2 separate regions of the Oryctolagus cuniculus genome follow, and region 2 is linked to region 1. The links are chromatin contacts, called in public Hi-C maps. All regions are on one chromosome and are shown on one strand. The core of a region is the stretch at or near the end of the contact, and the rest is flanking DNA. Distances in the headings are between cores, read along the strand shown.

The links. Hi-C and Micro-C count contacts between places; a contact is called where the count stands out from the background.
Region 2: a contact with region 1 is called in a Hi-C map of embryonic fibroblasts, with 2.0 times the contacts expected there. The contact joins two enhancer-like sites. A contact is called at or near these places in 4 of 6 Hi-C or Micro-C datasets (embryonic fibroblasts, psoas muscle, skin fibroblasts and 1 more).

What each region holds. Positions count from the first base shown.
Region 1 is chr4:128,798,342-128,804,431 of mOryCun1.1, forward strand. The region is part of intron 1 of MBNL1 (muscleblind like splicing regulator 1); the gene reads right to left. Among named protein-coding and RNA genes, the nearest start is that of MBNL1, 14 kb to the right of the region's middle. Within about 2 kb of position 1,945, at least 1 of the 8 cell types and tissues checked has an H3K27ac peak or open chromatin away from gene starts, as enhancers often do.
Region 2 is chr4:128,882,274-128,887,936 of mOryCun1.1, forward strand. No RefSeq gene overlaps it. Among named protein-coding and RNA genes, the nearest start is that of MBNL1, 70 kb to the left of the region's middle. Within about 2 kb of position 1,373, at least 1 of the 8 cell types and tissues checked has an H3K27ac peak or open chromatin away from gene starts, as enhancers often do.

The sequences.
Region 1 (6,090 bases), core at 695-3,194:
GATGCAGAGACAGAGGGAGAGATCTTTCATCTGCTGGTTCATTCCCCAGATGGCCACAACAGCCAGCATTGGGCCAGGCCAAAGCCAGGAGCTTCATCTCTGTCTCCCACATGGGTAGCAGAAGTCCAAATACTTGGGCCATCCTCGGATGGCCCCTACCCAAGGCACATTAGCAGAAAGCTGGATCAGAAGTGGAGCAGCCATGACTTGAACCTGTGCCCATGTGCCCAAATGGGATGCCAGCATCAAAGGCATTGGCTTTTCTCTATGCCACAAGGCTGGCATGTAAATAATATGGAGTATGTATATATAGCATTTGTATATGTATTATGTATAAATATATATAGGTATGTAGAGAGAGGGAGAGACGTAGATACAGAGGGAGAGATCTTTCATCTGCTGGTTCATTCCCCACATACACGCACAGATATACCTCAGGGTATAGAATAAGTGTCTGAAGAAATATCCAAGAAACTCTTTTGAAAATTATAGTATATTTTATAAATTCATTCCACAATGTAATAGAGTTAAATCATAAACACAAATAAATTAACATGACATACATTGTTTGAATTCCTTTTAAACTTAATGTTAGAAGTCTTAATTTGTTCCCTTTGTGATTGTGCCATCAATCAAATGACCCTACCTGGATGAATCTGAATGCCTATATTTCTGCAGTAGGCCTAGCAATGAATAACTGCTGACAGGGCCTGATCCCACCTAGCTTTCCCAGTAATAAATATTTTTAGACAATGTGGAACATTCTTTCCCCCTTTCAAACTTTGCTCACTGTAGATCTCCAGCTTAGGAGTTACTGCCACATATTCACTATTTGCCTGTTACTTTCAACTTTCCTAACCTGCCCACACATAGTCACTGAACATTAAGTATGACTTCAGCCTTTCACAGCATCTGGGGCTATAAGGTGAGCAGATGTAGGCCTGACCCCTTGAAATATACAGCCTTGCAAAGACAATGAACCTGAAATAACAAGTAATTATGATAAATTAAGTAAATACCATACGCACGCAAAATGTAGTGAAAGAGAACACAAGTGTTCAAGTGATAAATCTAAAGACAGCAGACAGAAAAATGTCATTGTTTTTATGATTCCCCCTTTTCTTATTAAATTCAAAGTCCAGAATTATAGCCACGTGGGAGTCATCACAGTATTTATACTATATGTCTATGTGGCCTGCATTGCTCTTCATTTGTAAGGACAGAATTCTATTACAAGTTGTATGAAATAGTAACTTTATTTCTGCTATGTGGCAGGGTGTCCATCACATAGCCCCTGAGGGCCAGGATGGAAGAGATCTGTGACTGATCATCTCTACTACGCCCTTGCTGTGTTCTTTGGTGTTACTTTCATTTACTTCCTGGGTTTAATCAAGGCTTTGCCAGCAACAAAGCCAACTTCTTTTTGATACTTCTGAAGGAGTAGAGCACATCGGCTTTTGAATTAATATTTGAAAATAAAATGAAAACTCAACTGTATTATCTTTCATCTTGTTGAGTTTAATGCTCTTTTAGAAATCCTTTTCTTGGATGTAAAACAATATTTTTCTGTTCTGGATATAAGGTACTATGTGCTTATTTTAAATAATGTATGAAGTGCCTTTAATAGGGGTTTATTGATTCTGTTCAAGGTACCATTGTAAAGATGTTTATGCAGGTTATTCTGGACTAGCAATAGAGCAATAGACTATAACTCCCACCCACACACTTACTCCCATGCATGGTGGAACTGCCTTCTACAGCTTTGAGGCTCCCACGCTCCTGCAAGAGCAGTTTGCTACTTGTCATTTAGTCTTTACAATTAAGCTAAGGAAACGTTAACTATATAAAACAGCCTGGCCTCCTTGGGCCTCTCTCTTTATGGAGCTGTGCCTCTCTAAAGATAGGCTAAATTATAGACTTAGCCAGGACAGTTTTTTCCCCCGGGAGGCCTTTGAAGTCTGTTTATTCTTACAAAGCTCTAGTAGGTCTGTCTGGAAGAAGCTATAAGTAGTTTGTCAGAGCCCCTACAGAACAAGCACTCCATGTGGGCACAGGAAGGTGTTAACTTTTGCAACATTAGTCTTGAACTTGTGGGAAAGAGCCTGTTTGGCACCAGTATTCAACTCATACAAAGCAGCCAAAATGAATTATTAGGAAGAAAGAGTGCATGGATGACATGTGGCACAACACTGAGTATTTTTCTTAGGCAATTGAAGTAAATCTGTTTTGTTTATGACTAAATTGCTGGGTGACTAAAAGTAAAACACTGTCTACTTTGGGGTTATTGGCAACAGGTATTCACATGCCAATTATGACACATGGGCCAGTTTCCACTAGCACAATTCACTGCAGCTGCAGGCTCATCCTACTGCAGCCTCGCCTTTCTCTCAGCAACAGGGCATACACAATTACCCTGAACCAACACCAGCGTGGTGCAATTGTCTGGGTATGTACTATACCTTTTAGAAGACTGAGGTTAGAAAAAACTATAGTGTTAGTTCAAAGTTTGCTGTTCAGGAGCCCATAGCCTTGACTTCTGTTTGATGAAAATAAGTTGTACAATAGGTTATTAGATGTGAAATTTTATATAATCTCTCCAAGTCTGTTTCCTGAAAATTCAAAATGTATATCTCATGAAATTAGGATAGTGAATGACTTTATTAGAATTATTTTAACATGTCAGGCTTTTGACTAATTATAGATATTGCTACTATTTAAAATAGATGGTGGGAATTGTAGCACAATAGGTTAAGGTATCATTTGAGTTGCCCCAAACTATATGGGCTACTTCAAGCTTCCAATCCAATTTCCTGTACATGTACCTGGGAGGCAGCAGATGAAAACCCAAGTACTTGGGCCCCTGGGTCTGGTCATGTGAGACACCAGGATGGAGTTCTTGGCTCTTGGCTATGGCCTGCCCAATCCCTGACTACTTGGGGAATGAAACAGATAGAAGATATCTGTGTGTGTGTGTGTGTGTGTGTGTGTCTCCCTCTTTCTCACTGTACCTTTCAAATAAATACATGAACCTGTAACAAAATGGATAGTTATTATGAATTTTAAAATACAGACTATTTTAAAAATAGCAAGCCTCTTATTAAACTTTATTTCCAGAATTTGAGGATTTAAATCAAACTATAAGTTTTAAGAAATATACAACTTGAGGTGGCGCTGTAGCGCAAGCGGGTTAACATCCTGGCCTGAAGTACCAGCATCCCATATGGGCACCGGTTCGAGACCTGTAGAAGTAGTAGAAAATGGCCCAAGTCCTTGGGCCCCTGTACCCACGTGGGAGACTTGGAAGAAGAAGCACCTCACTCCATCTGGGGAGTGAACCAGCAGATGGAAAACCTCTCTCTCTCTCTCTCTACCTCTACCTCTCCTCTCCTCTCTCTGTGTAACTCTGACTTTCAAAGAAATAAATAAATCTTAAAAAATATATATACAACTATTTTCTCAAAGATAGTCTTAGCTAGATAGAGGAAGATGATACACTTACATATTTTTGATTATCTAAGTAGGATGTAACTAAAAGGGAACTCAAGACATTCCCTAGAATGAGAAGCAGGAACTTTAGACTAAACATCACTCTTAATTGGCCAGTGCAGAACTTTCTTTTGTCTAATCTTCCCCACCCACTTTACAAAGAAAGACATGAGAAAGAAAAACCGCGCCAAGCCCAGCAAAAGGCATCTAGCACTTTGAAGAAGAATGTATGGTGCACAGATGCATGGAAACCACTTCCTTTAAAGCCATATTTCAAAACTGCTATTATTTTTTTTCCCGTCTGAGCTGTTGTCACAGGGTGAAAATTTAGTTGTGTTCTTGCTTCTTTTAAGTGACACAACTCAAAAAATTGTTTCAAGCCCAGCTTCCTTTCTTCAGCTCTTGCTCCTACCTCCCTGAAAAATGTTATTTCCCAATTTCATCAGGAAAAAAAAAAAAAAAAACTGAGGGCAATAAGAGGAGAAGATACTGCTTATGTGTTGCTAAGTACTGTTTAGTAGCAGACGCCTTGGCTACAGGAATGATGACATCACCCATAGAAAGAGGAACACTGACACTGTTAAAAGGGCTTTTTTTTTTCCTAACACAGTGGATCCCCAGTGAGAGGACCAAAGCCAGATAAGGCAGGTGGAAATGCCCCTTGGCTCTGGTGAAGGCACCCTGAGCATCCACTTTTGGAGGGTATCAGCCCCACGTTAACTCAACTTCATCAGGCCCCATGTCCCCATGCCCTTTCCACATTTCTCTTTTGAACCTGTTTCTCAACAACAAATGTATATTACTCTTTTTGAAAAGTTAATTCAAAAATTGGCATATAGAATTACATGCATTTATTATGCATGCCACAATGTTTTGAAATATGTATATAGTCGTCAAATGACTAAATCCAGCTAATTAACAATGACCAAAAAGTAATCATTTTTATGGTGAAATACTTAATATCCACACTTGTTTTGATGAGATATCACCTCACTCCAGTTAGATTAGCTATAAAAAAACAAAAAGACAAAGGATAACAAGTACTGGGCAGGATGTAGAGAAAAGAGAACGCTTGCATAATGTTGGTAGGAATGTAAACTAGTTTAGTCATTGTGAAAACAGTAATGGCAGCTCCTCAAAAAGCTAAAAATATATCCACCATATGAGCCAACAATCCAGCTCCCCGAAATATACATATATGTGTCCATCCATAGGAAATGAAATCATTATGTTAAAGAGGTACCTGCATACCCATGTTTATTGCAGCACTAGTCACAATAGGCGAGATATGGAATCAACTTAGGTGTCCATTGATGGATGAATGAATAAAGAAAATGCATACTCCTCATTGCAAAAAACCTAATGTTCTCATACTTTTAATAGATTTCCTTCCTTTGTTAATTCATGCAGATCAGGAAGTGGCTCAATATGAACATCATGAAGGTGTTCTCAAACACATATTACAAATATTCATGCATTTATCCTCACACACGTTCAGTTGGAAACTATGTAGTACTGCACTCTCTGTAATAATTCAATAATATGGTGGATCATCAGACCCACTTATTTACATGATGGGATGGAGTACACTGCTTAACTAGCACGTAAGGTGTTTGTATCCCTCCACATCCTGCAATATGAGTAACACAATGGTTTTCTGTTTGAAGGTTGTCAGGAGCACTCAAAGGTGAGCATGTGACTCTTACAGCTTCATATTTGCCTGTCCTGAGGAAATCATGGTTGTGCCCTTCCTCATCTGACTGTGGTCACCCTTCTAGGACACATTCAATACAAGGCCAGCTAGTTTACTCACTGTCAGTTCTTAATGCAAACCAAAAGTAGAAGGTATGCTTGTCATTAACTTTTTAAGAAGGGGAGAAGGTCACTTGTTCTTGTGGTCCCTAATTAATACACATTGGGTTTACTCAATAAAAAAAAGTATTCTTTTCAGTAAGCTGTTCTATATACCCTTTTCAAATCACACCCTGCCATCTCCTACCCCCCAAAAAAGTTATATAAAACAAACTCTGGGATTTAAAGCATAATAATTTGGATCATTTATATCTCTTGGGATAATAAAAATAAAGCAGAGGAAATTTACAACTACGATGGAAAATTGCAGAATAAGTTACTGCTGTTTGTCAAGAGGAACAGGTTGATCTTGCCAGGGGCCCAGTAGTCATTGGTGCTAGGATTTGGAGGAGTAAACAAAGGAACATCTGTGGTCTCTGGAGACTGGAAAACAGGGTTTATTCATTTTTTTTTGCTTCATATCAATGCAAAAATTAAGGTATATGAGGGCTCCATTACCAGTTATCTGTATACATATTTTCAAATGGTTATGGTTAATCATTCCATGGCAATTTTGCTTAAAATCTTAATTTGACAAATTTAAAAAATATTTTGAGCCATTTTCACTTTTATTATCCTTCACCTATCATGCAAATAAAAAAGAAAGAAAATGTAGTTAACCTCTAGAGGTAAACTTGGCTTATCTGAAAATCATCTTAGTGTAATAATTCATTTGATCTATTCTCTTCAAATAAGAGTCTTTCCTGGAATATGTTAGTCATAAAAACCTGTTCATTCATTGCATTCCCATCC
Region 2 (5,663 bases), core at 123-2,622, 83 kb after region 1:
CAACCACCACCTAGTAGGGGTTGTAGAAAGAAAATACTAAATAATCTAGTTTGAAGTTTAATTGAGATAATTTACATAATTTCTTTAGGTAATTAATAATCAGTTGCTCTGGAAAAAGAGATGCAGTTTGAGTTAGTTTTTCTCCCCCAACTGCCTGGGATGAGGGGAGAGATAGAGAAGCATTCTCCACCCCTCTCACCCCTCCCCTGTGGAGCAGTGATTTGTTTGTATTTTCTCACTGCTTCCTTATTTGTGGCTGGGGTATGGTGGAGCACACTCTGATTTCTCCAACAATTTTGTAAGGGTTATGTATGGAGTAAAACAATGGGTGATGGGCTCACCTCATGCCTGATGTTTACAGGCCCCTCAATGACAGGTTGTAATGCTCACTTGGGCTCCATCTGGTGGTCTACTCTGTAGCTCTTTCTATAGAGCCACCAAAACCATCTCATCTGCTAAACACCATACCAAATTCTCAACCATTTTAATGTCCTGTTTATGCTATATGGAAACTCAATGACTCAGAGCTTTCTTCCACTGGACAAGATCACAGGTTAGTGTGAATGATCAAGGCTCAAGACTTGGAAACATTTCTGACAGTCTTGTTCTCTACCAATCAATATCTCTTTTCTCTCTTCCTGTTTTTTATCTTTCTGTCATCTCCCTTCTCTCCCATCCTTTTTTATGACCCTGACCACCTCTCAAATCTTAATTGAGTCTGGGATATTTTATTTACTCTGGGAGAAAGCTCTGCTACTTTGAGAATCCTTCAATGTTGGTTATTGAAATGCAAAAGGGTTAGGAAAACAGATGAATAAGTATAGGAGATCATTTTTCAAGACAATATCCTGGCTTGCAATGCACTTTTGCTACTGCATTATTCTATTTACATATCAGAAGTGGAATATCTCTTTCCTCTTTTCATTCCCATCGTAATAAATGGTTTCCTTTTGTAATAAATTCTAATCTTCCTTCAGCAGATGGATACTTTTGGTCTATTAGGGCTAAGCTTATGAGTGCATGTATTTAGAAAGGCATAAGCAGAAACCATGCTAATATTTCTAGGAGGTTAGATGCCATATCCAGATTTTCTTCTTCCAGCTTGGACCTGGAGAAAGGCAGCATGCTTGATAAATGATAGTAATGCTGAGCACAGTGTACTGTTTCATTTTTTTTCTCACTTCCCTTCTGGGTACTTAAGGAGGAGATTATATGTAATGTATCCCAAATCAACATGGAGACAGCCTGCCACATTTATGAGGGCAGAATAGCATGGTCACACACCCGGGATTTCTAGGGTCACTTCCTAGCCTCTTTCCTTTGCCATGTAGTGTGGTCACTGACTTGACAGCACAGATGATGCATGGGTTGTTGTGTAAGAGGCTATATTTAGTGGAGATGGTGCATGGGTCTATATCCGGCAAGAGCCGGGAGGAAACTGAATCAATATGACAAAGATATAGTATGCTTTATTGCAACAAAAAAAATGCATCATGCACTCAATAGCTACCAACTTCACCCCTGGTGACCAGAAACCTACCTGGTAGGAAGTCAGGGACAAAGGATGGAAGACCATGGGTGTCAGTGAAGGCACAACAAATATCTGGTGATTGCACTCTCCTTCCAAGGACACCAAGTCACCCAAGCATCACACTTCTTCCTTCAGAGATTATATATTTCCCCTCAAGGGGAGAATAAAGGAAGAAATAAATTGTAGAAGAAACTGCGCATTTTCTTCTGCAAAAGATTGAGCATTAACTAAAGGAATTGTATTGCAATTAGTCATGCTAAGCAAGGGTTTAGAGATCTTGCCATTCACTTTTGTATCATGCTCTGGTTATCAGAAGAACATTAAAATCCAAAAGATCCTCACTCTTTCCCCCTCACCTGGAAAACCACCATGATGTTTGTTCTCTATGAACCACTTTTTTAAAAAAATCTTTTTCATTTGTTTATTTTAAAATTTTATTTATGGTATATAAATCTCACGTATTTCATGTGTATAGACTTAGGAACATAGTGACACTTCCCACCTCACTTTCCCTCCAGCCCATACTCCCACCCTTCCACCTCCTTCCTCTCCTATCCCCTCTCTGAATTTTTACAGTGATCTATTTTCACTTTACTTTATACTCGTAAGATTAACTCTACACTAAGTAAAGAATGAACCACCTTTTGACTTTGAAAATTTAAGCCAGACATTAAAGATAGTGGAGACAAAAAGGGATCCTGGGGCCAGAATGGCTTTGCTAATACTCCCTATCCTGGAGGACCCAATTCTGGACTTCCTTTAATGAAGGAAAAAGAATCCCCACATTTTCAGTCACTGTACTCTGTTTTCTGTTACTAGCTGCCAAAGTCAACTCCTAAGTGACACACTTAGCTTGTTCTTTTACTGAGTTTCTTCAGTTAAGACTTTATAATTTCTCCCTAAGCACGTGTTATGTACTCAAGGCAAAGATTATTTTTTTCAAAGATGCAAAAGAACACATTAGAAATTTTCAAAACATTACCTGAGCAATTGTGCGTGACTAAAAGTTGCTGGTCTAGTTTCTTTTTGAAAAACCTATATCTAAATGACATAGGAACGATGTGTGTGTAAATGTGTGTGCACATATATATATTTGCTAACAGATGGGTATATGTTTTTTCCCTTCATCTAATAAAATGGGAAGAAATATGACTGGGAAGATTATGGCAATATGATTGATGCAAGGATAGAATTGCTGCATATACTTTCTGAAAAATGGCATCTAATGAAAGATTAAGTAAAAGGAAATCTGTGGCTGCATTAAAATTCCTTTGCATCAAAATAAAATTTTAATTCCATTTTTCCATGAACTTTTTGAATTACCCTTTGTGGCTATATTGACTCAATCCTATAGGGAACTGTGGTTGGTTGTGTGTCAGTGAAAATAAGGTATGAGGGAACTGGGGTGTTTACCTACCAACTTTTCACAGTCATTAGTTGAAGACTCCTTCCAGCATATAGAAGCTATTTAGAAATGTGGTCCAGTGCTGTGGCATGGCAGATAAAGCCTTCACCTGCAGCTCTGGCTTCCCATATGTATTCTGGTTTCTGTCCCTGCTTCTCTACTTCCTATCCAGTTCTTTACAAATGCACCTGGAAAAGCAGTGGAAGATGGCCCAAATTCTTGGGCCCCTGTACCCATGTGAGAGATCTGGAGGAAGCTCCTGGCTTCTGTCTGGCCTTGCCCTGGTCGTTGTGGCCATTTGGGGAGTGAACCAGTGGATGGAAGACTTCTGTCTCTGTCTTTCTCTCTGCCTCTGCCTTTCCCTCTCTATAAGTCTGACTTTCAAATAAATAAATAAATCTTTAAAAAATGGAGGAAATTCTGGTCCACCAGCATATAAGCACAAATGAATTCTATGTGCAGAAGCCCTCAAGAAAAGGATCTAGGTGTTTGATGTTGGAAACCCATGGTTCTGCACAAATAACATTTCTTAAGGGATGAGGTTAGGGAACTGACAGTGCCTAGGGCATAGGTTCAGTGGAATCAACTGCATATGGCATATAATTTTAGGGGTATTAGGAGGAACAATCTATATCTCATGATGGTCCCTGTGAAAATTCTTTATATTTTCCATTAATGTTGAAAACAATCTATTAGGACCATTCAGTTGCAAGTTGATTGCTCAATAAATTTTTTGATTTTGTATAATTGAAAATTTCAGAGCTTTGGCTTCATATGTAACTCCATCAGGGTTTCTGATGTGCCATCCTGATTCTTCTTCTTTTGGCATGTTTTCCTATGTTTTGGCTTCATAATTAGATGGATTATCTCCATTGGTGGCAAAATTGGCTACCAATTAGACTTAATCAGTTTAACAAGCCCAGAAAAAAATAAAGCATTTATTTTCTAATAGTTCTGGGATAAATAGAAGGAAATACTCACTGAATTAAACTGGGTCACTTGTACATCCCTGGAGCTGGTGGGATGGAATTTGATGATCAATGGGACTGAGTTCATATACTCATCCCTGGAATTATGGGAGTTGGGTAAGCTTTGCCATATTCTGAAGTATGCATAGAATAGTTAATTAGATGAAAATTAGAAATATACCCATTGACATTATCATTTTATCCCATAGCTTTGACTTCCTTGGAGGTTTATTAATTTGTTTCTAACTAGGTGACAGCTTTCTTCCTGGCTTAGTAATTAGCTGAGTAACAGACAGTAATAAGCTAAGTAGAACATTAAAATGGACGCTTCCTCTCTTGACAGCTTCAGCTATGGCCTCAAAGCTGAAAGGAGCAGGTATTTGGTCCTTGGTACTTGATGTTCCAATGGGAAGTTCTAGGTCATCAGTATAGGATTACAAGTGAGGGATCTCAAAACCTTCAGTTCTTCCATCTTTAGCCCAACACCAGCACATGGGCTTTGTAAGAGTTCATTAAAAAGAATTTCTTCAGAGATATTAGGCTTCTACTTATTTTCCACATGGGCAAGGACAGGTAATCCTCTCCACAGAAACTGAATAAGTCAGACTTCCATGAAATCCCTGCAGAAGTCAGCATGCGCTCCATGGGATGGGAAAAACAAGGGAGAGTCCCTGACTTCTACCTGGAAAGGTAACTGAGACTGGAGCTGCCTCTGAAGACAGATTGAGGAGGCCGCCTCAGAGAGAAAAAACACATGGTTGTTCTCTCAATGTGCCGTGGTTTGCAGTAGGGCTTATGAGGTTCTATGGCTTGAATTCATTTTTTTAAATTGTCTTACTTTTTTTAAAAGATTTATTTGAAAGGCAGAGCCACAGAGAGGCAGAGGCTGAGAGAGGTCGGTCGGTCTTCCATCTGCTGGTTCACTCCTCAGTTGGCCACAACGGCCGGAGCTGCGCCGATCCGAAGCCACGAGCCAGGAGTTTCTTCCAGGTCTCCCATGTGGGTGCAGGGGCCCAAAGATTTGGGCTATCTTCTACTGATTTCCTAGGCCACAGCAGAGAGCTGGATAGGAAGAGGAGCATGTGGGACTCCAACTGGTGCCCATATAGGATGCTGGCACTGCAGGCTTTACCTGCTGTGCCACAGTGCCAGCCGCTTAAATGTATTATTATTTTTAATTTATTTGAGAGTCAGAGAGAAAACATACACACACACACACACACACACACACACAGAACTCCCACGGGCTGGTTTACTTCCCAAGTGCCCTCAACAGGTAGGGCTTGGCCAAGGCCAAAGCCAGGAGCTGGGAACTCAATCCAGATTTCCCACATGTGTGACAGAGACCCAATTACATGAGCCATCATCTCTGCATGCTAGGGTTGTACTGGCAGGAAGCTGGAGTAACCAGAGCTGGGGATTGAATGCACATATTCCGATGTGAAATGTAGACATCTTAAGTGCTGGAACAAATGCTTCTTCCCCGCTGCTTGATTTCCTATGTTGCCTCCCTCCAGTGTGCACTGGGTGTTCATGGTTGAATAACTAACTTTTCTGCAGCTTAGTAGAAACAGTTCGAATGGGTACTGCGAGAATGAAATGAGTTGAATTATGTGAGTGCTTTAACAGGGTTTGGCACATAGCAACTTGTAGCTTTGATGATGATTTCTTGCTCACAGGCTAAGGCAGACGATTGCATGGGCTCCAGAAGGAAGATGAATAGGAGTTATCTGGAAGGGCGTCTGAGCGAGAAGCTTAC